Regions from separate parts of the Mus musculus genome. Here region 2 is linked to region 1. The links are chromatin contacts, called in public promoter capture Hi-C maps. All regions are on one chromosome and are shown on one strand. Each heading gives the region's core, a stretch centred on a gene start, on an enhancer-like site or on the middle of the called end of the contact. The rest is flanking DNA. Distances are from core to core; before and after follow the strand shown. Region 1 overlaps Bcr (BCR activator of RhoGEF and GTPase). Region 2 has its middle 27 kb from the start of Gm40694.

What was found. Capture Hi-C pulls out chosen DNA fragments and counts their contacts.
Region 2: a contact with region 1 is called in a promoter capture Hi-C map of adipose tissue. The contact joins two enhancer-like sites. A contact is called at or near these places in 5 of 484 Hi-C or Micro-C datasets (CD4 T cells, the CH12 cell line, bone marrow-derived dendritic cells and 2 more) and 2 of 9 other capture datasets (adipose tissue and liver).

Annotation. Positions count from the first base shown.
Region 1 is chr10:75,168,769-75,172,821 of GRCm38.p6, forward strand. All of the region lies in intron 16 of Bcr (BCR activator of RhoGEF and GTPase), which reads left to right. Among named protein-coding and RNA genes, the nearest start is that of Specc1l, 41 kb to the right of the region's middle. Within about 2 kb of position 1,878, at least 154 of the 459 cell types and tissues checked have an H3K27ac peak or open chromatin away from gene starts, as enhancers often do. A contact at or near this core is called in adipose tissue, where this site is marked.
Region 2 is chr10:75,371,648-75,375,531 of GRCm38.p6, forward strand. No RefSeq gene overlaps it. Among named protein-coding and RNA genes, the nearest start is that of Gm40694, 27 kb to the right of the region's middle. Within about 2 kb of position 2,629, at least 28 of the 459 cell types and tissues checked have an H3K27ac peak or open chromatin away from gene starts, as enhancers often do. A contact at or near this core is called in adipose tissue, where this site is marked.

The DNA.
Region 1 (4,053 bases), core at 628-3,127:
ATAGAAGGTGGAACATCAAGAGGAGAGAGAGCTCTGGGAGCGAAGGAGATTCTCCAGCAAGATGCGATGAGCTAGATGCATGGAACCTGAGCACAGGAAACCAGCTGTGTGGCAACACATAGGTTAGGAAAAATGGGATATCTTAAGTCACATCCAATGAGGCCAAGGTAAATATATTTTTGAGTCTGAGTCTTATTTCTGAGAGCATGGGGCTGGAGGAAGAATCAGGGCTAACTTCTATACAAAGGTGATCCCAAGAATGCCAACAGACTGGGTGCCTGGCCCCTTTATGGGTTTATCAAGTTAGCAAAGAGAAATTCAGGTCCCAGCAGTTGTTGGCTTAAATGCCTTGAATTTTCTCCTCGACTCTTGTGAATGGTTGGATTTGAACCAGGGCCTCTAAGTCCTACCACTAGATAGCTAGGGGTCTCGGTGGGAAGTGAACAAAGCTAGCTTATCAAACCAAACTTCTTTGAAACCCCCTTGCTCCGATGCCGCCTTGTGAACAAATGTCTCCTCGTGCTTTTGCTTTTCCGTCAAGGCACTCAGGCACCCTGTGCCAGCCTAGCAAAGAGAAGAGAATTTCCAGTGCCAGAAAGCAGTGAAGGTAGCAAAGACAGATATACTCAGGGATACCTCCCAGAGGGAAGAGACACCGTTGCATAGACAGGGCTCCACTCCAGGTAAGGCGCAGGCAAATGGAAATTTACAGCCAAGGAGCAGGGTAAGGGTCAGTGAGTGGAGATTACTAAGAGGAAATGCCAGGAGTGAGGAGGATTCTGGCTAGACCAGCCCAATGGGATTTTTCTTCTGAAGGAAGGTCAGGTAAACAGACATTACCTGGAGACAAAGAACCCAGCTACACGTCAAAGATGGGGGTGGGGGCAAACCTGTAATCCAGCACTTTGGAGGTAGAGACAGATAAAAAATCCACAGCTAGTCACAACCACATAGTGAATTATTTGAGACCAGCCTGGGCTCTGTGAGGCACTGTCAAAATAATAATAATAATAATAATAAACGCTGATGATGATGGTGATGGTGATGGTGATGATGATGGAGATAGAGAGATAGCTTAGTTGATATGGAGGCTTGAATGATAATTCCAGAATCCACATTAAAAAAAAAAAGTGTGGGGCAGGAGTAGAGGAGCCCAGTGTGATGAACCACATGCAATCCCAGCACTGGGGAAACTGAGGCAGACAGATCCCTAGGGTTCTCTGGCCAGCCAGTCTACCTTACTTGACAAGTTCCAGTCAGGGAGAGACCCTAACTGACTCAACAAAAACAAGGTAGATAGCATCTGAGAGATGACTCCTGAGGTCGGCCTTGGTGTCCTCAAACACGTATACATACACGCACACCAAATACAGCATACCCACGTATACACTACACACACACACACACACACACACACACACACACACACACACACACACACACACAGAGTATATGTTCTTAGAAAAATTGATTGAACAGAATTCTTACTCAGATTGGGCTTTTGCGCAGGGGTGAAGCCATGTTGATCAAAGCTCAGAGTCTGGCTAGTCTGGTAGTAAAGAGGATAGTCTCTGTCCACCCACCAGCCCTGCTGTGCCCTGTGTGACCCAAGTGAGTCATAGCCCCTCACCCTTCCAGCAATGTGTCCTCGTATATCAGATGGAGCAAGAGACACATCCGTCTGCAGCTTGGTGACGTGTCACCCAGACCTGGTCAGCATTTGGTGCTATTATTACTGTTACTATTTTGTCACCATCATTGTCAGTGAAGAGGCACTGGAGACTGTCGGCCCCTGCTCCAGCCCCCAGTCATCACCGTGGTCTGAGAGATGATTGGCCTCGGGAACTTCTTTACACAGGAAGGAACCCAAGCACTTGAAAATGGTCTAGATGACTCACACTCGCCTACACAGTGACTGGCCTGTCTCCCAGCAACAAGGGCTTGTCCGTGTGATCCCTGGAGGAAGGAAGCAGGAGGAGGGGCAGTGTTACGGCCTGACACTCAGCCTGGCTCCGTTCTCCCGCCTCTTGCTTCTTCTCACCTGTGGATACTGTTTATGGGTTAGGTATAGCTGAGAAAGCCATCTGCGGCTTAACCAGGGCTGAGCCAGGCTTTCCCGATGATGTCGACACCTTCCATGCGTGTCGTTGTGGATAGGTGCCTAGCTGTCTATTTCCTGCTGCTGGGAGTTGGTGAGGAATGGCAACCCTGGCTCAGAAACTAAGTGGAGAGACGTCCTGTGAGGTAAAGCTGCATGCTGAGATAGAGAAGATGCAGTCCTCAATACCAGAGGGAAGACAGGTGGAAGTCCAGACTCAGGCAGAACAGCAGGGCCCAAGAGAAGGGCCAGAATGGACACTGAGGCTCTGATGGTAGTATTCACGCACATCCTCAGACTGAGAGTGCCAGACTCTTCTGAGGTTAAGATCCTGAGTCGGTACGCTTCTCTGCTCTATAAATGGTATTAATGAATACTTAGTCCAAGAACCACAGCCCAAGTTTTTGGATTCTGCCCTTACTCTTTATATGACCTTGACTTATCCGGTCCCCATTTCTCTTCCTGAAGAACGGAGGTTCCACAAGAGAAAGAGTAGAGTGTTCCCTCTTTCTGAACCCAGGACACGTTAAATCCACACGCCAGAAAGGGATGTGATGGCGCTGACCTGGAAGGTGACAACTGTTCAGAGAGTCACCAGCAAGAAGACTATGAGCCCTCGTGCAGTTCGTACACAGCACCTTGGTCCTTTCCAAGCTTCTATAGGTCATCCAAGCAAACCAAACCATCATACACCAGAGCCTGTTGTGTTGCCCTCATAAGGAAGAACCTATGTGCCAGGATCCAAGAGTGCCATAACATGAAGACATTTTATCCCAGGCTTTAAGATACTACAGATGTGCCAAAAGCCAGGGTCATCATGCTGCAAGGTCACACTGGCATCCTCAGATATCGCTGATGAAGGGGCCAAGTTTGGGCACAGGGAGACCTTCACATGAAGGAACACGAGGTATATCTTCAGGTCATACCCCAAGGCCGGCAGTTAGCCAGGATTCAGGGATGCTTGAACTGAGAGGAAGCCATTCAGCAGCCTGACTGCATATGGTCAAGACCGGGCCAGGATCCTGAAAGCACCATCCTCAGCTAGGGCCACTCTGCAAAGGAGACCAACATACTCGGTAAACCTAGGTCTCTTGGAGCCTTGTACCCATTAGAGATTTCCCATGCCCTCTTCTCTCCTTTCCATTCATAAACTTTCTAGGCTGCCAAATTCTCGTAGCCCTGTTCTTTCCTGGGGATTAACATTATACTGAGTTGTAGAATCTCATCTTGTCCCATTTTTTTTCCTCTTGTACCATCCTCCTGTTTGGGTTATGTCTCAGGTTCCCACACAGCCATCTGGGTGATAATAGCTTCTGTCTTAGAGATGTGTCCATTCTCCACATTTTGTATCAACAGAATCATGCCAGAGGTAGTCTCCTGTATTTTCTGGGTTTTCTGGATTCTTCTTTGAGGGTGGGGTAGGGGATGTTTTGTTTTGTTTTGTTTTGTTTTGTTTTGTTTTGTTTTGTTTTGTTTTGTTTTGTTTTGTTTTGAGACAGGGTTTCTCTGTATAACCCTGGCTGGCCTGGAACTCACTTTGTAGACCAGGCTGGCCTCAAACTCAGAGGGATTCACCTACCTCTGTCTTCCAAGTGCTGGGATTAAAGGTGTGCACCATTGGGGCTGGAGAGATGGGTCAGTGGTTAAGAGCACTGACTAAACCCTTTCTCAAAAAACCAAAAAACAAAAAGAAAGAAAGAAAGAAAGAAAAAGAACACTGTCTACTCTTCCAGAGGTCCTAAGTTCAATTCCCAGCTACCACATGGTGGCTCACAACCATCTGTAATGGGATCTGATGCCCTCTACTAGTGTGTCTAAAGACAGCTACAGTGTACTCATGTACATAAAATAAATAAATATTAAAAAAGAGTGTGCACCATCACTGTCCAGATGACTATTATTTTTAAAGGTTATCTTTTTTATTATTATTTCATTAGTATTATTATCCTTAGTAG
Region 2 (3,884 bases), core at 1,379-3,878, 200 kb after region 1:
GATCATATATTGATTAAACAATTAATATACTATTAATCTATAATGTTAACAAATATATGTTGTGTTTTATCTTTTATTATTTTAATAATAGTATATATTAGATATAAAATAATATTTCATATTGATGTTATATTAATTTTATTATATAGTCTCTATATTAACTTTATATCTTTTTATTAATTGTTTTATTAATATTTATAATAGTACATATTAATGTTATATTAATTTATTATTTATTATATATTTATTTTATATCTTTTTATTTGTTGTTTTATTACTATTATATAGTATATATAATCTAATATTACATAGTAATGTTATATATTAATTTTATTATATATTATATGTTTTGTTATATATTCATATAATTGTTGATGGATACATATTTATATTAATATAACTATTATTATTATTATTATATTTTAGGAGTCTGAATGGAGCTATCTTGAATGAATGTACAGTGTCTCTTCCAGGTGACATGGGCTGTTAAGTAGAAATTAGTGTTAGGTATGGCAGGTGTTTGATACCACTCTACCAGTTTTGGTGCTCCAGAGAGACACAGACAACCGCTCTTGGTTGACCACCAAAGTTAAATGATGAGACCCTGTTGCTGAAGATACCATATGCCCTCTGGTTGTAGGACGTAGAGAAATCAAGCTGGGACTGAATTGGAAGTCCCCTGCGGGCTGGTTTTTACAGGGCCAGAAGATGCTATACGTTAAGTGGCTAGGAGAGAAAGTCATTAATGGTCTTACCCAGTTGTAAAGTTTTCATGCTGAAGTACCAACCTGCAGACAAGGTAAACCCATTGATGTAAGATTGTTATGGGGATAACTAACCACTCTCTGCTTCGATCTGAGGCTCGCACCACGTGAGTCTGGAACCATAAACAGGGCCAGAAGCTTATAGCTGGGAAGGTCATAGGCCCTATGCTGTTAGATAGGCTTCCCCTCCCCAGCCCCCAGTGTTCAATAATTGATTTATTTTTATCTATTTTATGTATGAGTACAATGTAGCTGTTTTCAGACACACCAGAAGAGGGCATCAGATCCCCATTACAGATGGTTGTGAGCCACCATGTTGGTTGCTGGGAATTGAACTCAGGACCTCTGGAAGAGCAGTCAGTGCTCTTAAGCCCTGAGCCATTTCTCCAGCCCATGTTCAATAGTTAATACAGAGAGTCACAACTGGTCAAAGTCCTGAAAACAAACGACTGTTGAGTGCTCGTCCCTAAATGTGACATCTGTGTCAAGGCCCTCAAGGTTCAGGAAACATCACGTTACAAATGTCAGAGCCAACGGATGTGGAAGGGAAAGGCTGTGATAGGCTGTCCTTGGGATATGGCACAGCTGTTGCTTTGCAAACCCGGCAGCCATGCTTGTCTACATGTGGGTTGTAAAACCTACAAGTAAGCCAATCCTAGCACATACTGGAAGGGTATGTTGAAGAGGTAGAGGCAGGAGGATTATGAGTTTGAAGTTAGCCTGAGCTCAGGCTGGGCTGGCAAAATGGCTCAGTGGGTAACGATGCTTGCTGCCAATTCTGATGACCTGAGTTTTATACCTCCACTCCCACCCCAACCCACATGGCATAGAAGAGAACTGACTTCAACCAGTTGTCTTCAGACTTTCATATTTGTGTCAAGGCAGGTGCATACCAAACATTACAAATCAATGTAATACAAGTAAGACCAAGCCAACCGATGTTCCAACCTGGATGGGAGGGGAGTTCTTGAGGTCCAACCCTAGCTGAGGAGTTACTGACAGATAATGTCTGCTGGGGGAGTGGAAATAACTTTGCTTGGGGGCATGTCCTCTGGTACCTTGCCTGTGCTCTAGGAGTTGTCCTACACCCTTGCACACAGGAACATATAAACAACATTTAATGGGGTTCACCAGGCATGAAGGTCGGAACTAGATAGAGAACTTGGAGGTGGATATGATCAAGACACATTGAAGACATATATGAAATTATCAAAGAATTAAAAACACAGAATTCTAGTCTTCTACTTCCTTACATGTAAAGTCAGACAGTAACGGCACACACATCAGAGGAGACTGTGGAAAGAATCCAATGAGATTACGTAATTTGTTATAAACAGCCTTATAGTGGGCAACGCTGTGGCCCAAGGAAGGACAGTTTGGCCACAAGGGAGAAGGATCCAGGGGAAATAACTATAAAGCAAGCAGAACCCGGGCTCCCTGAGCCTGTGCGCTGTGCCCTTGTGAATACTCCAAGGGACCGAAAGCACTAAGTTCTCAACAAGCCAGAAAAACGAAGAGAAGACAGGGAAACTTCTAGAAGCAAGCTGCCTGACTCAGGCCGAGCCTGCTGAGGCTCGCTCACAAGACATCCACTTCCAGGATGGTGCTCTCAGCCAAAGGCAACAAGCTTGCTGGCTGCCGCTGGCCCATCTGCTCCGTTGAGACTCTTCCAGAGCCTGGACTCCCATTGGCTTCGCGCCAAGGAAACACTCGGAGAGAAGATAAAGCAGCCCTTGAGTCGCAGCTGTAGAAATACACAGACCCAGAGGAGCACGCGTGTCTGTTTGCCTGGGTGAGACTCTCAAGTGGGCCGAGGGTATGGCGGAGTTTGCCTCTCAACTCTCCATATGTCCTTGTCTCACCCAGTGACACTTCCTGGTCTGTTCACAGTGAGATCCCTACCTCTTCTTTCTCCTTCTGCTCCCCAGAGCCCTGTCCTTGCCAGAACCTTCCTTCAATAATCTTTCCCGTTCTCATAACTCCATTTTGGGAATTAGGTGCTTCATGGATTAAAGGCGCACAGACACACACACACACACACACACACACACACACACACACACACATCCTACCCATGACATCAAAGGTGGACACTGAAATTCTATAATATACATCAACAGCTAAACAACTTCTCCAACATAGAAAACAACTGAATAGCAAACAAACAAACATCCCAGATCAAAATACAAACAAACCCAGTGGAAATGGGAAATAAGGGTTTCTTTAAAAAAGAAACAAAAGGTACAAATGACTAACAGGTATGTAAAACATTCAAGCATCAATAATTATCAGCAAGGTGCCAGTCAAAGAGTGTGTATCACCTTAACCCAGTCAGAATGGCTCTTACCCAAAGGGTTAAGATTAAAATAAAATAAATATTTTTTAAAGGATAGTTAAGGATTAGAAGAGCTGGTGGAGAAAAAAAGAACTTTTACACATGGATAACAGGACTGGTAATTAGTACAATCATTAATTAGAACAGGATTATTGTAGAACCTAGCAAGCGTATATCTCAAGGAAATGAAATCATTATCAAGACACAACTTTATTCTCATGCTTATTATAAAAATTAAAAACTGGAAACGTGAATTTGGACCAACTTGTGGATGGATAAAGAAAACACTTTTTATATGCATAATGGAATACTATGAAGTTATAAAAGGACAGACCCCCTCCCGGGTTTGACACATGAATAGAAAGGTAGGTTAGTATGTTAGTGAACTATGCCAGTCACAGCGAGATAAATAGCACATGATTTCAACGATATGAAATGTTAAAAAAAAACTGTCCTATAGAAATGGAATAGGAATGTGGTTACGGTTACCCATCCTTGGTAGAATAGCAATGAAGGGTGAGCTGCCTGGGACAGCCTAGCATAGCAGCCTCTGAGAGGCTCAGCTGACTGAGACAGATGCAGATACCCACAGTCAAACTTTGGGTGGAGGTCAGGGACCCCTGTGGAAGAGTTAGGGGAGGCACTGAAGGCCCTCAAGGAAATGGTAACCCCACAAGAAGACTAACAGTGTCAAGTAACCTGGACCCCTGGGAGCTCCCAGAGACTGAGCCACCAACCAAAAACCATACACGGGCTGGTCCGAGCCTCCACCCACCACCACATAC